Regions from separate parts of the Xenopus laevis genome. Here region 1 is linked to region 2. A link is a contact called in public Hi-C data. All regions are on one chromosome and are shown on one strand. The core of a region is the stretch at or near the end of the contact, and the rest is flanking DNA. Distances in the headings are between cores, read along the strand shown.

Region 1 (5,007 bases), core at 952-3,451, 290 kb after region 2:
CATAGGAAGATTACAGTTCACTGCAGTATAGTAATATTCTAGTCCCCAGGTTATCTCCTTATGATGAATGCATTCCCTTTTAACGAATTAGTGTAAAGGCTGCATTATTAATGCTATTATTATTATTATTATTATTATTATTATTATTATTATTATTAATAATAATAATAACCACCTATCATCTTTCAAATGACACTGCCTTCGGAAACAAAGTATTGAGTGTGTTACAGAAGATTCAATATGATCCCCAGCAGCCATGTTCCTATGATAGAAACTCAGAGAGAGCTGATCATGTACAACTGATAGCATTCACACATGTAGCAGACATCGGTCCATTTCCCAGAAAACTGCTCACAAGGGAGCTGCTAGAGCGATGGGACAGATGGACGAGGCAGGTAGTGGATATTGAGCGAGAGGCAGGAGGGATGATATGAAAGTGACTCTTAGCAACACCAGGTCTGGGGCAAAGGCTACTGCAGCCTGGCTTTAAGTCCTTTAACCTGTTCGCTTCTGGCCGGCTGTTTTAGGCATGGATAGTGAAGTTAGTTTTAAAAAAATCGTACGAGTAATTGAATTAAAACAGTCAATGTGGTTTTATATCTGGCTATTAGCTGGTTTAATAATAAATAGATTCTTATAAAGAATTTCCTCCAAGCACAGGTTCATCCAGTCAAGTTATCTGTACAATAAAATCTAGCTATATCTTCAACATGACCTAAATAAGGTTTTCTCTATAAACCACCTGTAGAAAGTTAGATGTGGCAGCACAAGCATACACAAACAAAAATAAAGGTGGATGGATAGTACCAAGACATAAACTTCCAGTGATGTGTCAGGTTTGTTGTGAAATGCATAGAGTCAGTTGCGTTCTGGTTAGGGAAATAGCAGGTTCAATCCGAGCTGAGCTTCACTGCAATTGCTTATTTTGGGCAGTGATGCTGTGAGTTCTTTAGGCTTTTTTCCTGGTGTCTGAGGACGCTGTAAGTTGGTTTATCTCTGGTTGGAGGGATAGGATCCTAAACTCATTCTAAAGCTGCGCTTCTCAAATTAATACATATGGGCTGTGAGTGCATTGAGCTTGCCCTCTCCATGACAGGGCTATGCCATTCTATAGTGAATGGGAGCTCCCCCCTGCCCTCCTTCCCCCTTACCCAATGAGGCCCCTGTCACCCTCTCCATCCTGACTGCTGGCCAGAGAGAGGCACGCGAGCCGCACACGCACTAAACAAAAGCCTCTTTTCTGGCTGGGTGAACAACTCCAGGGGGCACACACACAACTCACACACTGAAGTATTAAGCCCAACCGACCCAGCACATCCACAATCCTTTCTAAACCAAAAGCCCCCCCTCCCCAAATCCCAACTGACTACTGGAGGCAACCTGCCATTTATTTATCCCTAGAGTCCAGATGATTATGGAAGCCCCAGTCATTTATTCATCCATATAAAAGTCCTGTAGGCTAACATGGGGCTGCAGCCCTGTCTCCTTCTCTAATCCTGAGGCAAAGCTACATCGCTGGACAATGGGGAAGGGACTAATTAAGTATAATCCACGTGAACTCCTTTGCTAGCCTGGACGTTTAATTGCTTTCTTCTATAGGCTCAATTAAAGCACATCTATTTTAACCTATTTAAAGTCCAATCATATCAAATGGCTAGAATGGTGATACCCCAAGTGGAATTCAATAGTGAAGCCCAAACTCCCTTATATTCAGCAATACTGTATTCTATCACCCCATGGACATGCACTGGAATATCTTGGAGAAATGTCTAATCATATAATACGGTGTGAGTTTGTATCTACTGGGATTAACTAACTAATTCTGATTGGACACAATACACTGATGTCCCATTCAGAATCACTAGCACCATGTATTAAATCAGCCCATAAATAATCTGCATCGTCCGTTATTAAAACGTACAGGGCGGGGAGAGTCCATGGAAATCTCCAGGGCATGTGGCATTATCTTAATTAATTTAATTGATTGACATTGCACCTGCTGAACTAAAATAGATTTCCCCCCATATAAAACTATAACGCTGGGCTTTTTTTTTTTTTTGGCGGGGTAAATGATTTACTTTTACAAGCACGTCTGCTCCGCTGGGCGCTAAATGTTGTTAAAACCAATAAATACAAGAGGCAAATTGGTAAATACGAGGAACCAGAGAGCAGTGCAGTCATAAAACACTCACAGGCTGAGACAACCAATCAATAAGGAGGAGGAAGCGGCCGCGAGAGGCGCTAATACGCGAATAGACTGAAGCGTGTCCGGCTCATGTGCTTCACTTTGTATATGAGGTGCTTCCATTATATCACTGATTTATTGGGCTTGGTTATATCTGTACCCTCTCTCTCCATGGTATTTCTATTATCCAGAATAAAACGAATTCACCTGATCATACTGTGAGGTTGCTACATAGTATAAAGAGAAGATTTACTTATAAACAGGGGGTACTTTGCAGCAAAATATACTTTATTATAATTATTCTTATGGCCCTGCATCATTGAGTGAATATATCAGCTGCCATACTGCTGCCTCTGTCAATATCACTCCTACATGCTAATGAATCAGAGCCCCCTAATGGCCTTGTTATCTGGAAGGAAAGCAGTGTGCTTTTTTGTTTTGCATGATAGTAAATCCACAACTGGCATGGCCATTATGCTCAGGTATAGGGCACTGTAACTAATATCAAGTTACTATCAGACTTTCTAAGAGATCTGAGTGGCCAATATTATCCTTGCCCAACTGGAATTCTCAACTGTGCCAAATTATAGCTTCCTGATACTTATTTACATATGTCAATTGGCCCCATACTTTGACCAAGAATCTGCCAAAAAGTCGCCAGTCATGATCCACCCTCATTTGGCCACTTTAAGTAATCTATACAATGTCCCTTTAAATGGGATGTCCACTCAAATATGGAAATTTACAAAGTGAAGTAAAATGTAAGTCTCAGCAGCTTTCCACTTTATTTTTCTTACAGTGATTTTTGTATGATTTAATGCCGAATCACTATGTGCCTTTGCTATTCCCTGCACTTTTGGTTCACATGTACCATTGAAACCGCAGTTCCAGTAGTCCTTATCCAGCCAAAATGTCTCTTAAACAACAGGAAAACTGATTTATAAATTTACATAGGCTTAAAATCTACAGCCATCACTCCATGAGTGCCACCTGAGGCTAGGTTCTCACCCGTGCAATTGTGGACCCCTGCCTCCCTCTATGCTTTGAGAACCCCCATGAAACCCCAAGATAACAGCTCCCTGGAAGATCTAAGAACAGCACTCAATAGTAAAATCCAAGTCCCACTGAGACTGATTCAGTTACATTTAGTACAGTAGGAGAAATAACAGCCTGCCAGAAAGTAGTTCCATCCTAAAGTGCAGGCACAAGTCAGATGACCAGGGGCAGCTGGAAAACTGGCAAAATGTCTAGCCCCATGTCAGATTTCAAAATTGAATATAAAAAAATCAGTTTGTTCTTTTGAGAAATGGATTTCAGTGCATAATTCACTATTAATAGCACTATTAACTGATGTGTTTTGGAAAAAACATGTTTTTCCATGATAGTATCCCTTTAAACTGTTATTGCATTGCAAATTCTAATTACACACTCTTGAGAAGTTTTTGAAGGTGTCGTTATCCTTTGGAGCAAATGTAACGACTTTTTCAGGAAGAAGTTTTATTACATTTACTGTGCTTTGGCGCAAACTATAAAGTTCACAAACGGTCTTTCACTGTAGGAATCAGTTGATAAACAGTTTCCGGGTTAGCAAAAGCTATATTAAATTTGCACAAAGGAAAATCTGTTCATGCAAAGGCATAACTTTTCTCATTGCGAATAGTTTTTCCGTTTTTACATTCCCCCGTCTAACTCCAGTATTGTATGTATATTGAATGTTTATGTATCCAGCCCTGATTTTTTGATGAGACCACAAGACTGGTACCTTTAAAAAAGCTATGTATAATATAACCAGTGTATATTGCTTTGTAATAAAGCCCATGCAGCCACACAGACTTCCTGTAAGTGTGTTATCTGGACTAATGTACTTAACTCAGATTGCACACATACACATAGAGCAGTTTCTAATTACCCGTATTCATGGCCTCAACATGGTGCAGGGTAGATAGAGGCTCGAGATGAGTCCACATTGCCTGCTGCAAGTCGTGTTTATTCAGTCATCCTGCCTAACATATGTTCCTAGCTCAATCTGAGAGACAGAGTTACAGACTTCCCAGTGTAACCGTGAGCTGGGGAACAGTGAAGTAGCTATTTCCTCTGAGCGGGTCTGAAAGACTGACAATTCATGCTTGGGAAATTATGTTTATATAACTTATAAAGATTTATCTGGACTGTTGCTTATTGCCAGGCCGATCAGCTGAAGTGTTGCATATGTTACAGTGTCTGAAGGGTAAATCTGTGTATGAGATATACAACTGTAATTATAAATATACTTACATTTCTTGCAAACAAATTGATCCCCTGGCCTAATAGAACTAAGCGGCAGCAAGCACAGGTACAGTATAAATCACACAAGGGATTTTGCTAGTTCAGCACCACAGAAGGGACAGCGCACAGACTGGGCAGCATCACTTCTCTTCCTCTTTTTGCACTTGCAGCCCTGTGCACAATCATCATCTTCATCATTAGCTATTTATATTGCACCAGCAAGTTGCACAGCACTTTCCAATACGTTATAATGAACAGTAATTGAGCAAATAAGTGTTATAGAATAAAAATAGGACCAGAGCAAAAAGCAAAAAGATTTCCAGGTCATTTTAATTGTCCAGCTTTTGTAAATCAATGTAACCCCTTTTACCGTCCTGAACTAAAATAAATCACAAATATTTAGGTGTTGCCTATTGTCACTGGGATGCAATTGCTTTCAGGTGAAACACTCAGGCCCAGGTTTACTAATCAGCAGTAAAATAAAAATCTCCTATTGACAATGACTACCAACTGTACATTGTGCTGTTAATATCACATGCTAGTAAAAGTACAGAAAA
Region 2 (4,720 bases), core at 1,512-4,011:
GAGCATGCACAGCAGGCGCAGCATGTGCATGTGCAATTGGTGGGCGCACTGCGAGGCACATATTTTTGTTTCAGTTCGGGCCAATCGGGGATAGGGTTTCCACCTGCCCGGTATTACAAATTTACCGTCAATGTATTAGCCGGTAAATTTGTAATCCCTATTGTTTCGACCCTTGAAGTGCCTCAGATATGCCACTCTCCCCCGCTCCCCTACTCACCTAATTGAAGGGCTGCAGTCCTTCCTGGCGGAACTCCATGACTCCACCCCCTAAACGTCATTATCCCATCCCCGTAACGTCAAAACCCTGTGCCTGGAATGTCACAACCCAGCCCCTCTCTGGCAGACCTCACCCTCAACGTCACCAGTCGGTAGGGTCAGATCTAAAAGGTGGCGATCCTAACCGGGGAGCCGGTCTGGGCCGGGGCCCACCTAGTTTTACCCTGAGCTCAGTCTCTGTACTGGCAAGTCTCTCTGCTTAATTCCACATATCCCCCTTTCCACTGGACAGAAGCTCATATCTTTATCTCCAATAACCTTACCATCCTGGCTCGTCTCTCATTGGTCACATTTGTATATCAGAAACCACTTGCAGTTTGAAGGATCAGTAATAGAAAAAGACAGGCCTCGAATGTACACGGTATTACAGACAATGTAATACCTAGCCCGAAACACTTTCTAACACACCGGCACAAAAAAAAAGTAAAAAGCAGCAATCAAAGTTAATGATAAGGGAAAGCATAGCACAAGTTTTATAGGGCTTTATCAAGCAGTTACATGCTTCACAAACAGACCCCGAAACACCCACGGAGAACTTCTTATTTGCTTATGAATCCATAAAAACACTCAAGCATTCTTCTGTGACCTTACTGGTGCTATAAAAAGGTAGTTTATATGTGGAGCAGCTGGGATTAGAAGTATGCAAAGGGGGGGAGCGTTTCATGTGCACGCTGAGCTCAGCAACATTACAATATCATTATAAATCTATTGTGATCATGAAATAAAAAGCAAATAAAGATGATGCTTATGGTGGATTTAACTGGGGCAGGCTGCTTATTCTAACACATGTGCAAGTCACTGTTATCAATTCACATATGTTTAAGTAATGATATTCCTAAATTCCAGCCTATTAAATAAGACATAAGGGTATGATTAGAGATGTAGGCCTAGAGCATTGTATTGCTGTAAGATATGTCTTCCATGCTGCAGCTGTAATAACCCCATGCGGGTTCACTCAAAGCAATTACTCTCAGTGACCAATTAGACATTTGCTTTCATAATTCATATTGCTCTAGATCAGTACTTTTCCCATGCAGAGAGACACTTACTACATATTTATGTGCCAGATAATATCCAAATGATTTCATACACAGGAGTCTATGCAGCCCATAAAAAAGGGGGGGGGGATTATAACAAATACTTTGGAGTGCCACAACCCTCAGTCTTACTGTAGATCAATTAAAGCAGCTCTGTGGCTGGTTCTCTGGAATATTGTACTGCTAAATTTGCCCCATGGTTAATGGCGACTATAATTTTATTTGTCAACCATTGTCTCGCTAGCAGGCTGGCAACAACCTCCTTACTGCCTTTCACAGGCATCCTATGAATTGTGATATGATCTTAGTAGGGTCAGCTGAAGGGTCCACATATAGTACTCTCCACTGTAGGGACCAATCACTAGGTGTTCTCATAGCCTATAAATAGAAATATCACATATATATATACACCAATAGAATTAAAGTGGACCTGTCACCTACACATAAAAAAACTGCATAATGAAAGTCCTTTGAAAATTAAATATGAAACCCCAAAAAATTTTTCATTAAAACATCCATGCCTGTTATAAAGGTGTTTAAATATCTAAACTGTCAATCAAATATTACCTGCCCCGCCTCTATGCCCGTGGCATAGAGGAGGGGCAGTCAATTACTTTCACTTTCCATTCAGCACTTCCTACATTTCACTGCTCTCCTTACATTCCCCCTTCCCTCCTCAGGCTCTATAATTGTGTAGGGCACTGCACATGGACATCAGGTCCCCCATTCTGGTGCATACACAAGATTTTAGGGTGATTCACAATTTCCCTTAATAACTGTGTCCACAAAATGGCAGCTGCCTGCTTGCTGTGGCTGTATAATTCCAAGACAGAAGGAAACAAAATGTAAATAATAAATACAGTGTAAGTAAAGTTTATTTTGCTCAACTAACATGATAGAAAAGAATTTGAAATTATTTCTTAGGGTGACAGGTCCCCTTTAACCCCTTTACTAGTATTTAATGTCATCAAGCAAAATCTGAATGGTTTCATGACAGCAATATGACCGATTCTGCACTTATAGGGATTTTTAAGGGAAGGTTTATATTGCCATTACAAATGATGTATATTTAATATGATTTCTGTTTATTTAATTAGTAATTGTTTATGATGTGCTCTAAAGACTGTTCTTATTTCTAAGATGCTGTACCATATTTGTTGCAATTAAATGGTCCTTTTGGAGTGGAATTCTATACAGGTATCTATGATCCAAAAAGCTTGGGACCTGGGGATAAGATATTGTTCTGTAATTTTGCTAAATAACATTTAAACATCAAATACTGTAAGTCCACAAAGATTGTTGCCAGCAACATGGATTCATGCAGTTTAGTTACCATCAAGTTTTAAGGCAATCATTTAAAATGGACCCAATTGGAGATGGGCTTCCGATTCCCCACTACTGTGACGCAGCGCATATGCGCGAACCGTGCTGCGTGGCACTGCAATTTTTTTTTTGTAGGGCTAGGAAATTGGGAGAGGGGGTCTGGTCCGGCAGGGGCCCATGAGGGCAGGGGACGGGCCAGTCCGACCCTGGGCAGACAGAAGAGGTACGTGTCCATGTCCCCCAGCATTGCACCCTAAACACATGCCTCTTTTGCCTACTTCTAGTTCCAGTCCTGCTTGCTAGAATTATTCATCCCCACTTCTTGCCATAAACCTACAAATCTGATATTAATACAATAAAGATGATTTAGGCCAAGATAATCAGGGAGATACGAGCTGCTAATGTAGTTTAGGATAATCAAACTAAAATGTGATTTTATTTTTGCACAGTTAATTCTCTCGCACAACTGGATGGCAAATAAAAACATTTTTTTTTTACATTGCAAAAACTTTTCCTATGTATAGATATATTTGAAAATAAAAAAGACTTTCCTTTGAAAAAGTCTCCATAAATTATTTTCTCCACTCCATTGAACGCTATGGAACAGTTCCACACATGAAATTATGAAAAACTGTACCATCAGTGGCGTAACTAGTTGTTCCTGGGCCCCATAGCAAATTCAATTTAGGGCCCCAAAATATTTATAAGTTGGCCTATTTTACCAAGATATATTAAAATTGCTAATTAATTAGGGTCTCACTGGGCCCCCTAAACTCCTGGGCCCCCCTGCAACCGCAGGGTCTGCTTCCTCTATAGTTACGCCCCTGTGTACCATTAATGTTCTGATTAACTAAACAATAAGATTTCAGTGACACGTGGGTACTATCTAATCATATCATTGGTCTGTATAAGAACCTTTAAATGGCAAGTAACACAATCATTTAAAATAATGTAAAAGTGTTTCCATGTAATAATCACTTAAATTTAATTATTTGCAAATGTGGCACCAATTGCATATTCAACATGACAGTTTTTTTTATCTGAAAATAGCTGCAACTTTTCTAGTAGATGTTTCTGGGGTGGTTCATACTTTTTCTGTATCAGTAGTTTTTTTCCAAAACGTACCTTTGCAAGTCTATGGAAAGGGGGACCCGGATTGAAGCAGGGAATGCTATGACGAGCATATTGTTTGCCCATGCTTTTGTATGGTGAAAGGTCTGCTTGATGATTGACACTAGCCTTCTGGCAAAGATAAAAGGGACTAATTCAGAAAAAGAAGGGGAAATGCTCTTATCTGACTACTTGGCCAAAAATCAGCCAGTAGTACAAGAACACAATGTTGTAGACATTATCCAATTGGGTCTTCTTAGATCAACAAAATAATCTGATCACCCAATAGGGTGTCCTGTCTGGACTGTGTGAAAGCCCAGGTGCAAAACCTTTGTTCCAACAGCTGCAAGTAGGGAAGATCAAGCCTGTGGAACTAATTCTGTGGTTTTGGCAATCTCTGTCTTATAGCGGGGGAGGACTAAGCCCTCAGAAACCAATGCCCAGGTCAGGAGATACTTATACCAAGAAATGCTACCATGCAGGGAGGTGCCAACCTTTGAAAAATATGACTGGGGTAAATAGTTAGGGACCACCATATGGGGTTTACCTTGACATGGTATAGTTTCTTACCAAGTTTTCTGATCATAACTTAATAACTAAAACCCCATGTTTTTGTAAATACATGCACTTGCATAGATACTAGATTACTTATGAAATAGGGGACCAGGGAAAGTGCATTGGTCAATCTTCAATCACAGAGGTGTGATTAAAACATCTTCCTAACGCAATCCTCCTAACGCGTTTCGTGTGAACACACACATACTCATAGGCAGCTGCACCCGGACCCACTCATTGATAGGGTGAGCGTTGCATGATTTATGCATGTATATCTTAAAGGGCTTGGAATGAAGCACCCCACACACTCCCTTTAAATGGCAGTCTTATACCTTTAAAGATTGCTGTTGGTCTGGGCTCTCTAGTCTTTCTCTAAGACTGTAACCAATTCTAAGGTCTGGAGAAACTTATCCCAAGAA

The links. Hi-C and Micro-C count contacts between places; a contact is called where the count stands out from the background.
Region 1: a contact with region 2 is called in a Hi-C map of animal cap, with 8 times the contacts expected there. The contact joins two enhancer-like sites. A contact is called at or near these places in 2 of 4 Hi-C or Micro-C datasets (the XL177 cell line and animal cap).

What each region holds. Positions count from the first base shown.
Region 1 is chr9_10L:80,817,885-80,822,891 of Xenopus_laevis_v10.1, forward strand. No RefSeq gene overlaps it. Among protein-coding and RNA genes, the nearest start is that of neurod1.L, 5.7 kb to the left of the region's middle. Within about 2 kb of position 2,202, at least 1 of the 7 cell types and tissues checked has an H3K27ac peak or open chromatin away from gene starts, as enhancers often do.
Region 2 is chr9_10L:80,525,345-80,530,064 of Xenopus_laevis_v10.1, forward strand. No RefSeq gene overlaps it. Among protein-coding and RNA genes, the nearest start is that of ube2e3.L, 71 kb to the left of the region's middle. Within about 2 kb of position 2,762, at least 1 of the 7 cell types and tissues checked has an H3K27ac peak or open chromatin away from gene starts, as enhancers often do.